2 separate regions of the Danio rerio genome follow, and region 1 is linked to region 2. The links are chromatin contacts, called in public Micro-C maps. All regions are on one chromosome and are shown on one strand. Each heading gives the region's core, a stretch centred on a gene start, on an enhancer-like site or on the middle of the called end of the contact. The rest is flanking DNA. Distances are from core to core; before and after follow the strand shown.

Region 1 (5,621 bases), core at 374-2,873, 340 kb after region 2:
AAACATAATAACTCATCTCTAATAACTAATTTATTTCATATTTGCCATGATGACGGTAAATAATATTTGACCAGATATTTTTCAAGACACTTCTATACAGCTTAAAGTGACATTTAAAGGCTTAACTAGGTTAATTAGGCAGGTTATGATAATTAGGTTACTGTATAATGATGGTTTGTTCTGTAGACTACTGAAAAAATAGCTTAAAGGGGCTAATAATATTGACCTTAAAATGGTGTTTAAAAAATTAAAAACTGCTTTCATTCTAGCCGAAATAAAACAAAAAAAGAGTTTTTCCGGAAGAAAAAATATTATCAGACATACTGTGAAAATTTCCTTGCTCTGTTAAACATTGTTTTGGAAATATTTAAAAAATAAAAAATAAATCAAAGGGGGGCTAATAATTCTGACTTCAACTGTGTAGTGTGCAAGTATATAAAACAAAATAATTATGAAGATAATAAAACAAGTGTGGTTTCATAACTGAACAGTTCATTCAATTTTAAGTTTGTGTCTAGTGTCTGAGTATGAACAAGACATATTTCATTAGTTTTAATTAAAATGACATATATTCATCAATAAAATGTAGTGAACTTTACCTTGAGCCTCTACTGAACTGAGTACTAGAGTCAAGAGCGCAGCAGCGGCCAAAGACAACCTGATCTTCATGTTTACACACACACAGTCAGCAGCTCATTACTTAATCTACAAAGACAGAAAAAAAATATAAATACCTCACCAGCACTTCTGTAATCATCGCACATTATTTTAACTTAAGCGAAAGTTCACCCAAAAATTAATATTTGAGAGTATATACTTTGAGTTTCTTTTTTCTGTAAACCACAAAAGAAGATAATTAGAAAAATGTTGGAAGCCTGTAACCATTGACTTATTTTTCCTACTTTGGTAGTCGATGGTTATAAGTTTTCATCTTCAAAATATATTCCTTTGTGTTCAACAGAAAAAAAGAAAAAACTTATAAAAGATGAAATTACTTGAGGAACATTTTAATAACTGTCCCTTTAAGATCATCCTGATAATCGCAATAATAGCTTGTGCTTAATATTGTCATTCTGTAGTCTAAACGAGTTTAAATCATTGTAAGCAATTAATATGAATTATTGTGTAGAATTTACACTGAAATCTGCATTGTAGCTCTCGAGCGCCACCACGTGGATGTAAACAAAAGTGGAGCGACAACGCAAAATCATTAATCTGATAAATATGCTATGGGACGTACATTGATAAATATATCAGTTTGGTTTCTGGTAAACATTTAAACATAAAAATGTTTTTTTTAAATACCAAAAATGGCAACAAAAGACTAAATAAGCATGCGTTAATTAATGAAATTATAAAAATCCTCTAAATATATAATATCCTAAACAACGACTTTTCAGACGCTAAAAACATCTCCAATAACAATTATTTAACCTCAAAACAATTTCACCCACGAGCCGAATTATTATAAACCCAAACAGCAACTCATTAAAAAAAGCTGATCCTGAAGTAAAGAAATGTCAGCCCGACCTGTAAAACTGCGCGGGTCTCAGAGATGTAAAGCCGATGTCCTGCAGTCAGACTCGCTGCTCCAGCACTGAGGGAAAGCCTAGGAGAGAATGGGAGGTTTCTCAGCACAACCTGACACTAAATAGGGGGTTGTTCCCAACTTTTACTCCCTGACGAAATTCCTCAAGAATGGAGCCCCCTCTTTTACATCAGAGATACGAGCTCTGCTCTGGAGGAGGAATGTGCTGAAATCCACCTCAGCGGGATGCAGATGTGCTGCTGGCTCTATTTTCCCTCTGAGGTAAATTACGTCTGTGATTCTCCGAAGGAAAAGTGAGTCAGAAGTAACACCACAAAGCATTTGGAAGATATAATTGATGTCATTTTTGATAATTTAGCATGCTCTTCGATTCAGTGGCGGTTCTAGTTTAAATGGCACCCTGGGCGAACCACCCCATATCCACCAAACCCCCCACCGAAAAAAAAAACTAGAACCATATAGAAACTATGTGCACTGCAAGAAAATGCTTTTCTTACTTAGATTTTTTTGTCTTGTTTCTAGTCCAAATATCTAAAAACCCTTAAATCAAGAAACATTTTCTAAATAAGCAAAACATACTGTCTTGTTTTAAGATATAATATGGCAAAATTAAGTGAGTTTTCACTTAAAACAAGCTAAATAATCTGCCAATGGGGTAAGCAAAATAATCTTATGTCAAAAGGAAAAACAAGATTAATTTGCTTACCCCATTGGCAGATTATTTTGCTTGTTTCAAGGTAAAACTCCCTCAATATTGGGATATTATTTCTGAAAACAAGACCATATGTTTTGCTTGCCTTGAAAATATTTCTTGATATAAGAATTTTTAGATATTTGGACTAGAAACAAGACAAAAAAAATCTATGCAAGAAAAGCATTTTTTGCAGTGTGGTTGACTATTTATTACTCCCATTGGAACACATGTAATTGTCTCAAACAAACAATTCAGACAGCATACAAACGAACTGAAATGTTTCCCTTCCTTTTGTGCTGCAGTAGTGCAGCCCATCAAAGTAACCCCTGGGGGTTTATAGACAACGGCCACGCCCCATTACCCAAAAACATAATTCAATTCAATTCAGCTTTATTTGTATAGCGCTTTTACAATGTAGATTGTGTCAAAGCAGCTTCACATAAATGGTCATAGTAACTGGAACAGTGTGGTTCAGGTTTTAGTGTTTAAGTTCAGTTCAGTTCAGTTTAGCTCAGTTCAGTGTGATTTAATCATTACTGAGAGTTCAAACACTGAAGAGCAAATTCATCGATGCGTAGCTCTACCAATCCTGAACCATGCGAGGCAGTGGCCACAGCGGAGAGGGAAAAAAAACTTCACCTGATGGGAGTGAAGAAAAAAAAAACCTTGAGAGAACCAGACTCAGTTGGGCACGACCATTTTAATTTCTCCGCTGGCCAAAAGTCTTGTGCAGAGCTTCATTCGCCGTGGTTTATGCTGGAAGATGGCCTCAATGAAGACTCGTCTGTCCCTGGAGCGTCGCTGGAGTCAGACACTATACATACATTATAATTATTTAGTATGAATAAATCTGATTATTATTATTATTATTATTATTATATAAGGCGAGGCAGTGGCGCAGTAGGCTGTCGCTTCACAGCAAGAAGGTTGCTGGGTCGCTGATTCGAACCTCGGCTCAGTTGGCGTTTCTGTGTGGAGTTTGCATGTTCACCCTGCCTTCATGTGGGTTTCCTCCGGGTGCTCCGGTTTCCCCCACAGTCCAAAGACATGCGGTACAGGTGAATTGGGTAGGCTAAATTGTCCTAGTGTATGAGTGTGTGTGTGAATGTGTGTGTGTGTATGTTTCCCAGAGATGGGTTGCGGCTGGAAGGGCATTCGCTGTGTAAAAACTTGCTGGTTAAGTTGGCAGTTCATTCCACTGTGGCGACCCCGGATTAATAAATGGACTAAACCGACAAGAAAATGAATGAATATATATATATATATATATATATATATATATATATATATATATATATATATATATATATATATATATATATATTTTTTATATGGTGGTAAACCTTTTTTTTTCATTGCAGGTACCCAATGTTCATTAGTGGTCTAAGTCAAACTGAAATGCGCAGTTAAAAAAAAAAAATCACGTCAGGAAACAAATACTATGAAATTAAATGGTTACAGATTTCCAGCATTCTTCAAAGCATCTCCTTTTGTGTTCAACAGAAGAAATTCATAAAGGTTTGAATGAATGATGACAGAATTTTCATTTTAGGGTGAACTATATCCCTTTTAAGATTGTAATGTATTACATATTTTTTTCACCCAGCACTGTTCACTGTTGGTTTGCCGAGTTTTAGACACTTTCGTTCATCAAAATCAGAGGAGTTTGGCCGTCGCCTCGCTTGCGGGCTGCTTTCCAAAATCACATACTTCAGCTGCCTACTGAAGTTCATACTTCACCGCTGACGCTAGAGGGAGATTCTGTCACGTCATACAGTTACGTTTCATCCCACAGAGACACATTTACTTCATAAATACTGAACTGACTTCCTCATTGTTGAGTAGTTTGAGGGTATTTTGAAGTTCTTATTCTTTTAAACGCCACGGAAGTTGTTCTGGCGGTTATTGGTTATTATTCTGCTATGAGGGAGGAAATAACTTGACTATTAGATTCTCTGGATATAAGTCAGGCTATATATTCGAGTAAATATTCACAAAAACATAATGGCAGTTTCCAATAGAGGTACAATGTAAAGTTTCATAAATTCTACAAATGGTGTATAAAACATCTAATATGTGAGAAAATATATAACTGAATGATGTGGAATTGAGGGTAAATGAGTTTGTGCTTCATTCCACTCTTTCAAACTGGTTGAATCCTATTTGTCATCTTTGATTTTAAAGTGATGTAGCGTTTTTATGTTGATTATGATGAAATCTATTTGTGTTTGAATAATTGTTTTGTGCATGATTATTCTGTTCAAAGTAAAAAATAAATAAATAAAATCAAACGTTAACATTTTGTCTGTAAAGGTCTGAGAATATTTTAATACTTAATTCGGATGTCAAATTTTAAAAAATACATTTAGAGCATTTTAAGAAAAAACAACTGGTCAGAATGACAATATAGTTTGTAAAAAGAATTTTATCATTTTATCATTGTTAAATTGAAATTTTGTTATCGTTTTGTCGAAAAATAAATACAAACGTGTCTAAAAACATGATTTTTATTTTATGCAAAAAAAAAACTAATTGACATTTTTATTTTAAATTTGAAGCAAATATCATTAGTACTGTACAACATAAAACAAATATTACATTAAACCAAAGCATAAGTCTGTTTTTCAAACCAGAATGGTGCTTTCTCTCTCTCTCTCTCTCTCTATGTATATGTGTATGTGTATGTGTATATATATATATATATATATATATATATATATATATATATATATATATATATATATATATATATATATACATACATATATACATATATTCAGGTTCGGCTCCACCTATAATATATATATATATATATATATATATATATATATATATATATATATATATATATATATCAATCAGAATTATTTGCCCCCATTTATTAATTAGGTTATTGTATATTGACGGTTTATTCTGTAGACTTTCGCAAAAATATATAGCTTAGAGACTAATAATATTGACCTTAAAATGACTTTTAAAAAATTAAATACGGCTTTTAATCCAGCCAAAATAAAACAATTAAGACTTTCTCCAGCAGAAAAAATATTATCAGACATACTGTGAAAATTTCTATCTATCTACACATAAATAATAAAGCTCAGTCTAAACTTGAATCATTCAATTGAACTTCAATTTAGAAATCAAGTACAGATGCTGAAATGATGTTTAAAATGACAGTATGAATATTTTCTAAAGGTGTGTTATAGATATTACTTATCCATGCATACTTAAAAAAATGACGTTAATAGGTCTTTAATAGGTATTTATCCAAGTGTATCTGTCTGCAGACTGCAAGACAAGGGTGTAACATGAAGAGGCGTAACTTGCGGTTATCGAGATATCATTGATCCATGCAAGATGTCGGAAACGCGTACCAGT
Region 2 (5,430 bases), core at 1,162-3,661:
TGAAGGTTAACGGACGGCGGTTTATCATAAGGATTTTATCGATATTTTTTACACAGTTGGCATTAAGAAGGAACAGAAACGTAATCTGACTAACATCTAGCAGCTAAATGTGTCTGGAAAAATGTTCAAAGGATATTAGGGCCTATTCACACTATGCTATCCAAACAGTGCTCTGAATCGGGCTCAGGCGCGGTTCACTTGGGCTTTGGCACGGTACGCTTGTGTGTGTGAGTGCAAAATGCACCTAAGCCCGAAACTGAAAGCGAGACGTGACTTTTAAGGGACCGTTTAATGTGGATTATTTAATCATTATTACTGTTCAGTGAACACAAACTGTAGTAATTTATTAATGACTCAAACGCCTCACTGAATCACAGCTGCGCACCTTTAGCAAACCTCCTAAGTACGAAGGCTTTATGATTGTTTATGAGCGTCAAAAGTGGCTGATTTGGTTAGCGAAATATTTGTCAGCACGCTCTAGACACAAACGCGCTCTTTCCGGCAAATTACCAGTAATGTTACAACCTTCTTTCCTGAAAATTGCCATTACAAATTTACCGATATTTTACAAAAGAGCCTGTTTACACATACAAAATTGCTACTCATTTTCCACAAAGGTCTGTATGTGTGAAAGGGGCAAGCGTCTACTACTTATTTTTTACATTTATAATTTTTTTAACGTATACTGCACAGAATAAACCAGTTCAAAGGTTTTTATCTTTAAAATTCATCAACATCGTTAATAAAGGGTCAGAAAAAAAACACCAACCTGTTTGTTCTTCGGTCTCTTCCTCATTAATTCTGCAGGGTTCTGGATCATTCATGTTCTCTCTGTCCTTGGTGCCTTCCCGATCAATTCTGCAGGGTTCTGAGTCACTCATGTTCTCTCTGTCATCGGTCTCTTCCTGTTTAACTCTGCACAGTTCTGGATCACTCATGCTCTTTCTGTCCTTCAATAAACTCTGCAATTTCACTTCAATCAGATGGGAATATTCCAGAATTTATAGCTGAACTAAAAGGAAGGAGGAGCTTCACTACAGGAGGAGGAGCTTAATAGATGGAAGAGATCTGCCAAGATTAAAGAGATTTCAGTTAATATTTTTCTCTTTAGTTAATATTTTCTTCTTTTACTTAACATTTTATGTTTGCTTCAATCAATCTTTCAATTTTTAATGCAACCAACTACAAAATCTTTTTTTTTTGTTATTATACTATCAAAAATTTAACTGGTTTTAATTGCAAAAAAATGACAAGTTGAACATATCAAACATCAATACAGGAATAGATAAGTATAAACCAAGAAATTTACAAATTGTTAAAAAAACAGACAACCCATCGACTGTGGGTAACAACTTAAAAATTATTTTATAAAAGAAAAAAACATAACACTTGGTATGGTAGTTATACATTTACTTTAGAAACGCATATAACGAGTTCAGAAGAAAAAAACCTCAAAGTGCCATCTGAAATTTTCTTCTACAGTGAGCATTTTTTTTTCAGATTCTTGTGTTTATGTTCAGTTATTTCATGTTAAAAGTGTTGAAAATAACCTTTTCTTTGCCATCAAAGTGAAATTACTGAATGAAAGTTGGCTTTATAATCGGATATTCAGACATTCTTCTTAATAATATAATTTTATTAAAGTATTCTTTGCAAATTGTAAATAGGGAAATCAGCCGCCAATGACTATCAAAGTACAACATTGTTCACAGTGAATTAGACAGTGTTAATGTTGTTTTCAAGTCATACTTGCATGCTAATTCTGATCGAATATTCATAATAACATGGTAAACAATATAGGGACTGCTAAATGAACGAATGTGCGAATATAAAACCAACTTTACCTCTATTGTGGGTGCTGATAGAGTTGTGGCACAAACTAAAGGCCTCTTTACTCGAGCAGATATAAACTGATATTTACTGTTGTTTGGTCCCAGTGATGCGCGAAGAGCCGACGACCAGGGCAGATGACACTGGAACTTGTCCAACTCTGTCAGAAGAAGCAACAATCGTCTTGAAACCAGATTTTTTTTTTATATGGAATGATTTAATGTTCGTGCTACGACTTTCAGTCTCGTTAGTCTCCCATCTGGCTGTAATGACCGATCTCAGTCGATAACAAACCAAAAGTAACTTGACTCAAGCTTGACGCGCGATGTCGAAAGTCTTCTATGAGGGAAAACTACACGTTAAACAAAAGTATAATAAAGAAAACAGCTATTAGCAATCTGCGTGTGGCCTCTGACGGATCCTGCATGTTTTTTGTACACTTTACGGCGCTTGATGTCCGTCATCGTTTTGTTGCATTACCGCCACCTTCAGCTCCGGAGTGTCAGCGATGAAGTACAGACTGATCGACACACCAGAGCTGAAGGTGGCGCACCGGAACGATGATAGATGTCAACCGCCGTAAACTGTAAGAAGAAGTAGGGTCTGTTGGAGACTCCTTTTTACTCTTTTCTTTATTATGCTTTTGTTTGAAGTGTAGTCTTCCTCTCTGAAGACTGTCGACGTCGCGCGCCAAGCTTCAAGTTGCTTTTGGTTAGTTATGGACTGAAATCGGTCATTGCGTCCAGACGGGTGACTAACAAATGACTGAAAGTCGTAGAAGAAGCTGGTTTCAAGACGATTGTTGGTTCTGCTGACACAGTTGTTCCAATGTCATCTGCCCTGGTCGTCGGGTCTTCGCATCACTGGGACCAAACAACAGTAAATATCTTTGTATCTGCTCGCTAGAGTTAAGCGGCGTTTAGTATTGAGGTAAAGTTGGGTGTATATTTGCACCTTCATTAAGAGACAACTTGTGTCATGCTCCATATATTGATAGAGGTAAAGTTGGTTTTATATTTGGATATTCAGACGTTCTCCTTAATAATGTAAGTAAGAAAAGTAATCTTTGCAAATTGTAAATAAGGAAATCAAATTAGCAGCAAATGACTATCAAAGTTCAGCATTGTTCATAGTGAATTAGATGAGTGTTAATGTTGTTTACAAGTCATACTTGCATGCTAATTCCGATCGAATATTCATAATACCATGGTAAACAACACACGAATGAGCGAATATAAAACCAACTTTACCTCTATCATGTATTGTTTACCATGGTATTTTTAATATTTGGTCTGAAATCACATGTAAGTATAACTTGAGAACAACATTAGCACTATTTATTTGACTGTGAACAATGTTGTACTTTGATGTCTGCATTTGTTGCTAACTTGATTTTACTATTTATCATTTGCGAAGAATACTTTTCTGAAATTATATTATTATGGAGAAACTCAGAATGTGTGAATATAAAACCAACTTTACCCCATTACATTTTTTGAATTGGTTGGTTTTATATTTGGATATTCAGACTTTCTCCTTAATAATATAATTTCAGAAAAGTATTCTTTGTAAATAGGGAAGTCATATTAGCAGCCAGTGACTATTAAAGTACAACATTGTTCACAGTGATATAGATAGTGTTAATGTTGTTTTAAAGTCATACTTGCATGCTAATTCCGATCGAATATTCAAAGTAACATGGTAAACAATATAGAGACTTCTAAATGAACGAATGTGCGAATCTAATACCAACTTTACCACTAGAATGTTGTATGTGATGAATCATATACAAATGATCTGTTTCAAAAAGGTTTTAATCATTTATATAATTAAAAAAAGGGATAACATCTCATTTGAACACATATTAGTGATATTCTTCATAAATGACGTAAAAAATTCTATTGTGATAAGCGTGTTTATCAGCTGTTTTAAAATGCAGTTATGAATAATTGAAAGTCATGATGATTGATCTGACATCGGCCTTTTTACATTCTGTTTTAATATTTTATAAAATGAGAAAGTCTGAATATAAAACCAACTCTAAACTATGTTTCCTCACCGACAGGTTTTGTGAAATCGCCAAAATTTGTGCTCATTCAAGCAGCCGACAACCACACAGCATTATCAAAGACACATTGAGGTACAGTTGGTTTTAAATTCACCCATTCTGACTTTCTCCTTAAATATAGTTTGATAAAAGTATTCTTTGCTAATTTTAAATTGTGAAATCATATTAGCAGACTATAAAAGTACAGTATTGTTCACAGTCATTAAAATAGTGCTAATATATTTTTTAAGTCACGCTTGCATGCGATTTCAGATTGAATATTTAAAGTAGCGCGTCACAAGTTGTCTCTTCATAAAAACAAACGAATGTATAAATGTAAAACCTAATTTACCTCAATCAAAGACACAATCTGATCTGCAGACGCCTGTGAAATATTTGGCATGCTAAATAAATGTAACCTTGATATCTTTAATATTGACTGAGATAGGCCATGTTAGATTTTTTTTTAATTAGACAATAGAACTAGACCTGTCACAATAATCAATATATTGACTTGTCACACAACTCATTGAGATGACCCTAATCATTTTTAGTGACGCAGTATACATTGCAGATACTTAAAAAACAATTCTGGCAACATTTTAGCTGATTGCACAACATCTCTAACTCTATGGAGGTGTCATCCCTGCAGAAAAATCCAGCTTAAACCAGCCTAGGCTTGTTGGTTGGTTTTAGCTGGTCGACCAGGCTGGTTTAGAGGGGTTTTGGTCATTTCCAGGCTGGTTTCCAGCCATTTCCAGCCTGGTCTTAGCTGGTCAGGCTGGAAACTGACCAGCTAAAACCAGCTTGACCAGCCTGGTTTAAGCTGGACATAGCTGGTTTTGGCTGGGCTCCCAGACTATATATTTATATATATATATATATACAGAGTTGAAGTCAGAATTATTAGCCCTCTTTTAATTTTTTTTCTTTTTTTAAATATTTCCTAAATGATGTTTAACAGAGCAAGGAAATCACAGTATGTCTGATAATATTTTTTCTTTTAGAAAAAAAGTCTTATTTGTTTTATTTTGGCTAGAATAAAAGCAGTTTTGAATTTAAAAAAAAAAACTATTTTGGGACTAAATTATTAGCCCTTTAAGCTAAAAAAATTTTCTATAATCTACAGAACAAACCATCGTTATAGAATAACTTGCCTAATTACCCTATCCTGCCTAGTTAACCTTTTTAACCTAGTTAAGCCTTTAAATGTCACTTTAAGCTGTATAGAAGTGTCTTGAAAAATATCTAGTCAAATATTATTTACTGTCATCATGGCAAAGATAAAATAAATCAGTTATTAGAAATAGGTTTTTAAAACTATTATGCTTAAAAATGTGTTGAAACAATCTTCCCTCCATTAAACAGAAATTGGGGAAAAAAATAAACAGGGGCGCTATTAATTCAGGGGGGCAAATAATTCTGACTTCAACTGTATACACACACACACAGAGCAAGAACAAACATTGACTCTTACTTTAGACAAACAAAAGACAATATAAAAGTAAACAACAAAGAAAAGAGACAAAATAAACAACAACAAAAAAAAACAC

The links. A called contact is a pair of places that touch in the nucleus more often than the background predicts.
Region 1: a contact with region 2 is called in a Micro-C map of caudal fin, with 15 times the contacts expected there. The contact joins the promoter of col12a1a here to the promoter of zgc:113372 in region 2. A contact is called at or near these places in 2 of 18 Hi-C or Micro-C datasets (caudal fin and an unstated tissue) and 1 of 4 datasets of contacts at active chromatin or transcription factors (caudal fin).

Annotation. Positions count from the first base shown.
Region 1 is chr17:56,036,419-56,042,039 of GRCz12tu, forward strand. It overlaps col12a1a (collagen, type XII, alpha 1a), which reads right to left and starts at 1,624. Exons shown (of 49, transcript XM_073927627.1): 1 at 1,531-1,624; 2 at 600-705. The coding sequence starts at 669.
Region 2 is chr17:55,690,687-55,696,116 of GRCz12tu, forward strand. It overlaps zgc:113372, which reads left to right and starts at 2,412. Exons shown (of 4, transcript NM_001431091.1): 1 at 2,412-2,709; 2 at 3,896-3,970. zgc:171599 reads right to left here and starts at 2,195. Exons shown (of 3, transcript NM_001111221.2): 1 at 1,922-2,195; 2 at 770-1,068. The coding sequence starts at 938.